Regions from separate parts of the Sus scrofa genome. Here region 1 is linked to region 2. Evidence: chromatin contacts called from public HiChIP or PLAC-seq data. All regions are on one chromosome and are shown on one strand. The core of a region is the stretch at or near the end of the contact, and the rest is flanking DNA. Distances in the headings are between cores, read along the strand shown. Region 1 overlaps TBC1D5 (TBC1 domain family member 5). Region 2 overlaps PLCL2 (inactive phospholipase C-like protein 2).

Region 1 (3,477 bases), core at 58-2,557, 180 kb after region 2:
ACGGACCAAGCTAAAGAGCAGATACTAAAAGTAAACAGCAGCCTTTCACGGAATCCCCGAGCTTGAAAAGCCCTAAACTAAAGGTCAGCTGGTTCAATTATCAGAACAGAGCCAGAAACTGTACCTGTGAAACGAGGAACCATATATAGAAGTAAGATCACATCCTTCTTTTGCCGCAGTATGTTTTTCTAAGATGTTAAGAGAACACACCATTCTTCTCCTAATCACAATATATTATTTTCTGTAAATTTATTTAAAAGCACAGATATCATGGTGACATATCACATTTAGAACAGTATTTTAATACTAGTAGTATGACTATATTTTAAACTAAGGAAGACATGAATTTCAATTGATACTACTTCCTTTTTTAGTGTGAATTTGAGTGGAGGATTCTGTTTTTTTTTTTAATAATGTTTTAATTTTTTCCATTATAGCTGGTTTACAGTGTTCTGTCTCTTTTCTACTGTACAGCATGGTGACCCAGTTACATATACATGTACACAGTCTTTTTTCTCACATTATCGTGCTCCATCATAAGTGACCAGACGTAGTTCCCAGTGCTACCAGCAGGATCTCAGTGCTAATCCATTCCAAAGGCAATAGTCTGCATCTATTAACCCCAACGGAGGATTTTTAAAGTTAGTCTAGACTTCCATTTAATACAGAATTCCTCTCTATAACATATTTTATCTAAAAGATTACACAATAAAAGATGAACCTAGCTACTTTAAATATTTATATATTTCTAAATTTCACAGGAGGTGCTGAATATGGGTTATTTTTATTTTGCATTTCTTAAATAAACCTTTTCTAGATTTTGAACAAATGGTTACAATAAATATTATCTTTTTATTTTAAGCCACTGTCAATTACTGTGCAGAGATTTGCCATGCTGAACTTTAATTCTGTTAATTAATTCATAATACAAAGCCTATACTTAAAAACATATTTCAAAATTGAGTTATAATTCTTTTAGGTAAAATGTAATAAGTACCTCTGGCTAATACATACAACAATATGCATAGAAACAACATATAATATAATCAGAGCTAATTTGTCAAATACTGTCACAAAGCACTAATGCCATAAAAAGAACACCTCAGCGTGAGCTGCCAAATAAAATGTGGTTAAAATAACCATAAAATATAGAGTGATCATGTTTTTCAAGGAAAGGGGCTGGGACAAACTTAATTAAAAAAAAAACAAAAAACAAAAAACCCCAAAACCTCACATCTTAGCCATATTCAGCACCGCCACCACTGTATGACATGTGAGGGGACTTTTGTTCTAAACAACAGTGCCACCCAGTGGCTGAACAATGGAGTGAACTGATAAACAGCATGAATGGAGGGCAGGCAAAAAGGAAAATGGAGTTTCGGAGGCGGCAATGAGAACACTGCAGGCAAAGAAACAGACCACAGTGCCATGGTAACTGTACCTGGGAGGTCAGTTAGAGTCTGGACAGGAACAGAAACCTGAGCATCACTTCCTGTAACTACATCGCCTGGATTTCATAAGAAAAAATAATTAGATTTCATAAAAAGGAAAAAAAATCAGCTTTTCTTTCATATTTAATGTTGTAATTCTTTTACTTATCAACCTAATTATTAAAAGTACAGTGAAACAGAAAATACAATCTTAGAAAGATGAATATAAAGTATTTTTTAAAGAAAATAATTTTTTAAAAGTGTTTCCCAAAAAGTTTTTGTGCATGTTTTCCTTAGAGAAAAAAACAAGTTTCTACTAGTCTGAAGCATAGGAATCTTTAGCAATCAAAAGATTTTGCTGAGCAGATTTTGTTATGCTACAAATAACAGCATGATTTTATATGTTCTTATTTTTTTAAAAATGTCTTTATCCATAAGTAAGTTACATGCATTTAAGAAGTAAGCATGCTTCTCAAATTGACTTCCTCCTACAACAGACAAAATTTATTTTTAACTAAACTTGAAGTCAGTTTCATCTGTGATAAAATAAAGACCTAAACAAGTTCTAATTTCATATTAGGTAATGAAAAGATTTCATAAGTTACCACATGCGCTTATAAATGTCAACATGTAAAAATAAATCTGTGAACTGCATACCCTTTAAACTTGATATGCTTATTATAGGCGAGATTTCATTTACAAATTGGACCTATAGTAAATGCTTAAAATGTTCAAATTCAAAGAAACAGACAAAGGAAGGGAGGGATAGAGGAATGCATTTTAAGACTACGGGAAAGAAAGGAAAAGGAAACACCATGCAGCATTTCACAGGAGCACTGAGAAGGAAGATTTTTGGGGTTCTCTGGTTTCTCTCCTGGGTGACAAAGTTCAACATGAAGCACAGTCACTACCAACAGACTCATCCCCTGGAGAGATCACTATCTGAAGTCCTACGCTATTTTGAGTTGAACAAGCTAAAAAAAGAGCCTTCTTAAAGGGAACCATATTTTCTATGTATAATAATGTATCAGCAACAGATCTGCTTTCCCTGTAACTTTTACACAATAGTAAAAAAAAATCAATTTTTGAATTATACAACAACCCTGGTCCCATGACACACTTGCTGCAATTATGATTTACAGTACAGCCAGCTCATCTGGAAATTATTGGGTTATAATTAGACCATCCCTATCAATTAACAGTACATGCATTTATATTCTCCTATAACTGAAACAAAATCTATAAATAGGTACTTACTCCAAACAAGTGATAAACAACTTTTAGTGGCACTTCTCAGGTCCTGAATTTTCATAAAATAGTTGGCTCTCTATTCACTGGTAAATGATGTGCCTCATTATCTGTACATTTGAAGATTTTCAGTTCTATGCTTGCTACCCACACTACTCTGCTGCTTCTGGATCACCCATTAATGTATATTTAGAGACTGAAAACTAATTTTAATATGGGATGTCACCAGGAAAATAATGGAGGCTCATCAGTGCTCTTTCAGGACCCACCCCAACACATACACCAACGGCAGAAGGCATTGCAAGCACCAGATATATGAATTCCAGGGGTTCCATAGAACTCTTCCCCTATATAAGCACAGCTCATCAACAGTTAACAAACCTATGAAAGTCATAAGCATTTCCATCTGTATAAACAACCATTTTTCAAAACAACTTTCAAAGTTTCCAACAGAGCACACTAAAAAGGCTGCCCTATATCTTTGCCTTGAAGGCACTAATCACATGCTGTTCCAAGATGGTCACAAGCCCTGTTCCAACGTGAGCCTTCTGAAGGGGAAACACTGTGCTCACTCATTTCTGGGGCTAGGTGACACCACTGCAGACTTGTCAGCGTCATAGCACAGGAGGACACTTGTGGGAAACCCCAGCACAAAGAACCAATACTGGAGAAGAGTTAATATATCTGTCACCAAGGAACCACAGGTTTTCGGAACTGGGAGGCTCCCTAGGGATCAGTCCAAACCTCTTATTGCAGGTGAGGAAGAGGGTCAGAGTGAATGAAATAAGGGCATCACACA
Region 2 (3,534 bases), core at 259-2,758:
ATGTATGAACTCTTGTTTAATATTTGGTTTGAACTACCAATCTGAAAAAGTAAAAATTTATCAAACTGATCTTAATTGCAGTTGTTATGGTTTGTATTTGATGGAAATACATTTATTTAAATATTATAATATTGATAATATATATCTCAAGTAGCAGAAATGAAAAAAAATGCCCCTCCCTTTACTTTCCATTTTAATTTGAGCAATTTTCTCCTTTTTAAAAAATAATGTATTTTCAAGTTTTCTCTTGAGGGTATAGAAGAAGAAAGCCAACAATAATCTCATGGTTAAAATTGTGACTCTTCATTTTCAGTGTCTGTGAGCAATAAGTAGTTAAATATTGGTGAGGCATTGTATGGAATTTAAAAGAGTGATGAGGTTTTCTACGAGTTTGCTTATTTGGTTCAGACATAGGTACATCTTCTGAAAGGTTTATATATTTTGTTTGCAGCATGGCCAAAGACTGCACTTGAAGGTTAATTTAGTTGTTAACTTTTACTTCTTTGGGTTTCTCTTTCCTGAGCAGAAGAGTATTGCCATCCACTTTATTTTTAATACAATACTTTTTATACAAGAACCGTATAATGAATTGCATCTTAAATTTAGTTTCTGAAAGTTATTCTTAGCAAGGACTTTTGGCTTAATTTTGTTGGACAGTAAATATCTATAACCTGTGCATGGCCATTTGTGACCTTACTGCCGCGGAAATTGAGTCTCGCTACAGCAGTTTATTCATTTCAGGTGTGCGATGACATCTTGTCTTAAAGCTGCTTTCAGATGTTCTATTTCCTTCACTCCAAATCATCCTTTTTTATATTATGCCTAACCTTATGCCACTTCAGATTTGTAAGTAGGCAGGGTACACGTTTCTAAAAATATGTCCTCTGGTTAATAATTTCATCTCTACGGAAATGGGGCAGAGGAGGAACATCTGAAGCAAAGAATGCATTTGCTTCATAAAACCAAAAACCTCAGTCCTTTAGAAGATTCCAGTGCCCAGAAGGCACTCCATGAATCTCTGTGGATTTGAGGTGGATGCACCACGTGCTAGATCCCCCCAGACTGTAGAAGTAAGACCCGTTCTTCATCAATGCCTTTCTCTCATCTTCCAGCCTCTGTCCTCTTTTTTCACGTTATCAGTTGATTTAGGCATTTGCACGTTTTCAGGAACCATTACTTATCCCCCACCCTGAGAATCCTATGAGCACTTCTGAGCCCGGGCCTCGTAAGGACTCCCCATTCTCATTTCCTTTTTCTACTTCGGCGTAGATGTGGCTTTGGGTGCAGGGGATAATATTTGTCATCATGAATGCAGCACTTGGGACTTACCATATTTATCAACACCCAGGAATGTGGCCCCAAATCGAGATACAAGTGCACACTTCTGGGCAGAGGGTTTTCAGGCACCTTGAACTGAAGAGTGAGTGTCAGCAGCAGAGCCTGGGGCAGGATGGTTGGGCCTGCCTGGTTTAATTTAGCCTCTGGCCTCTGGCAGCTGAGTCCTGTCTTCCCCAGTTGCCTGTGAGCACCTTGGCACACAGAAGTGACTGCCTTTATTGACAGAGCTGGCTGTTCCTACTCCATCGCCAGACTCAAAGGAAAGAAGCTACTCAACAGCTGCACATTCTCTTAGAGAAAATTTAAAAATAAATAAATATAAAGAACAAAGCCGTGGGTTTTAAAAAGTGAAATCCATTTTCCTTATTTAATGGCAAAAATAGACTATCTTTAATCCATGAATGTATTTTTAGTTCTATATAGTTCACCATTTACCTACCATTAGTACGCCTTTGTGTTGTTTTTCTGTAGCAGTAGCATTTTTTGATGTCTTTTAAGTATTTTGTATTAATTTCAAGATGATGTAAAGCATTTATTAAAGAACATTTTGACAAATCATCCCTCTGGCTCATCCCTCCCACACAGCTATTTTCACTCAGGTGAATTGCCTTCCAGGTGTACACGTGTCTCTCTAACAACAGAGCTTGTGAAAGGATGCTTTTTGTTTTGTTCAGGGTTTGATTTGTCATGAGCCAGCCACAGTTTTTAACCTACATACTTGCCTTTGGATTTATAAAATGTTCAACCACGTTTAAAAGAGAGTCTGTGATTTGTGGCCCTGGTTCAAAGCAGAGCTAAGTGACGCCTGTGAGAATCAAATAGTCCACGTGGGATGAGCACGTCAGCATCGCACAACTGTGCTCTAACTACACGAGGTGGCCAGAATGGTCCACCACTGGCCGCTCATTTTATAATGCTTGTAAGGATGAAACTGACGATTTTAGTAGGGGTAGGGAAGTTCTTATTGTAAAGACCTTTTCTGCATTATCCAGAAAACGATTCCAAAACATTTATAAGATATCATTTGAGCAAATTCATATCCCTTAATTAATGTGGACCATATCTAAGGCTTCCATTGCATTTTGGAGTCACGTTTTCTTTGTCTTTTTTTGTCTTTTGTTGTTGTTGTTGTTGCTATTTCTTGGGCCGCTCCCGCGGCATATGGAGGTTCCTAGGCTAGGGGTTGAATCGGAGCTGTAGCCACCAGCCTATGCCAGAGCCACAGCAACGCAGGATCCGAGCCGCATCTGCAACCTACACCACAGCTCACGGCAATGCCGGATCGTTAACCCACTGAGCAAGGGCAGGGACCGAACCCGCAACCTCATGGTTCCTAGTCGGATTCGTTAACCACTGCGCCACGACGGGAACTCCTGGAGTCACGTTTTCAATGGAATGATTTTCTACCTCATTGTGGGTCAGTAGCAAATTCCACTTTGTTCTGTATGTTGGGAAGACACGTTGTCAAAACGTGAAAGCTATTTATTATCAGCCATTTAGGAAATTGTTATTTACAACCAAGACTGGAAATAGGATAATTCTGCAGTTTCTGCCTAAAGCCACTTTATTATTTCTTTTCATACTTAAATGTGTGAAGGGTGTTTTGTTTCTAATAATAAGGCCCCATAGACAGATGTTGAGACTTGTTTTTAAAAGAAATGAGGAGTTTTGTAAACAGCTGATTTGTTTTTTAATATTATGATTATTTGAAGAAATAAAGGTATAATAATTCTAAGAATAAGAATAACTTACCACTAGATTTTCACTGACTCATTCTATTTCGTGTATTGATTTTGCTTGGTAGACATGTAGTTGGTTATAAAGTTCTGGAATTTGGGGAAAATAAGATATTAAAAATAAGTCATTTCCCTGGTTATTTGATTGTAAAGCTTTCTGTGTGTGCAGGAGTTGTTAGAATTTGCTGTCTCTTTGTGAATATTTCCAGGGTTTATCCCTTTGGGTAAATCTACTTGGCTTCTGATCTCCATAAATTAGAACATGAGAGTAATGATAATTCATCATTGACATGGAAAGTCAGAAAGAAGAGGATGTCACCAATAAGGGGTTTTGAAAAAGAAGGCTATGATTTAAGAATCAGACCTATCCCTAGAAATTTCAGGCATGGCATAAATAGATTACTTAAAAGAAGCTAAGATGGATTACTTTCATGAAGCAGAAGGTTCATTCCTGATTTTT

The links. HiChIP or PLAC-seq counts read pairs in DNA pulled down with a chosen protein or histone mark.
Region 1: an H3K27ac HiChIP or PLAC-seq map of skeletal muscle shows a contact between it and region 2. The contact joins two enhancer-like sites. A contact is called at or near these places in 2 of 2 datasets of contacts at active chromatin or transcription factors (alveolar macrophages and skeletal muscle).

The regions. Positions count from the first base shown.
Region 1 is chr13:4,266,879-4,270,355 of Sscrofa11.1, forward strand. The region is part of intron 19 of TBC1D5 (TBC1 domain family member 5); the gene reads right to left. Among named protein-coding and RNA genes, the nearest start is that of PLCL2, 280 kb to the left of the region's middle. Within about 2 kb of position 1,308, at least 4 of the 83 cell types and tissues checked have an H3K27ac peak or open chromatin away from gene starts, as enhancers often do. A contact at or near this core is called in skeletal muscle, where this site is marked.
Region 2 is chr13:4,087,748-4,091,281 of Sscrofa11.1, forward strand. All of the region lies in intron 2 of PLCL2 (inactive phospholipase C-like protein 2), which reads left to right. Among named protein-coding and RNA genes, the nearest start is that of PLCL2, 97 kb to the left of the region's middle. Within about 2 kb of position 1,509, at least 3 of the 83 cell types and tissues checked have an H3K27ac peak or open chromatin away from gene starts, as enhancers often do. A contact at or near this core is called in skeletal muscle, where this site is marked.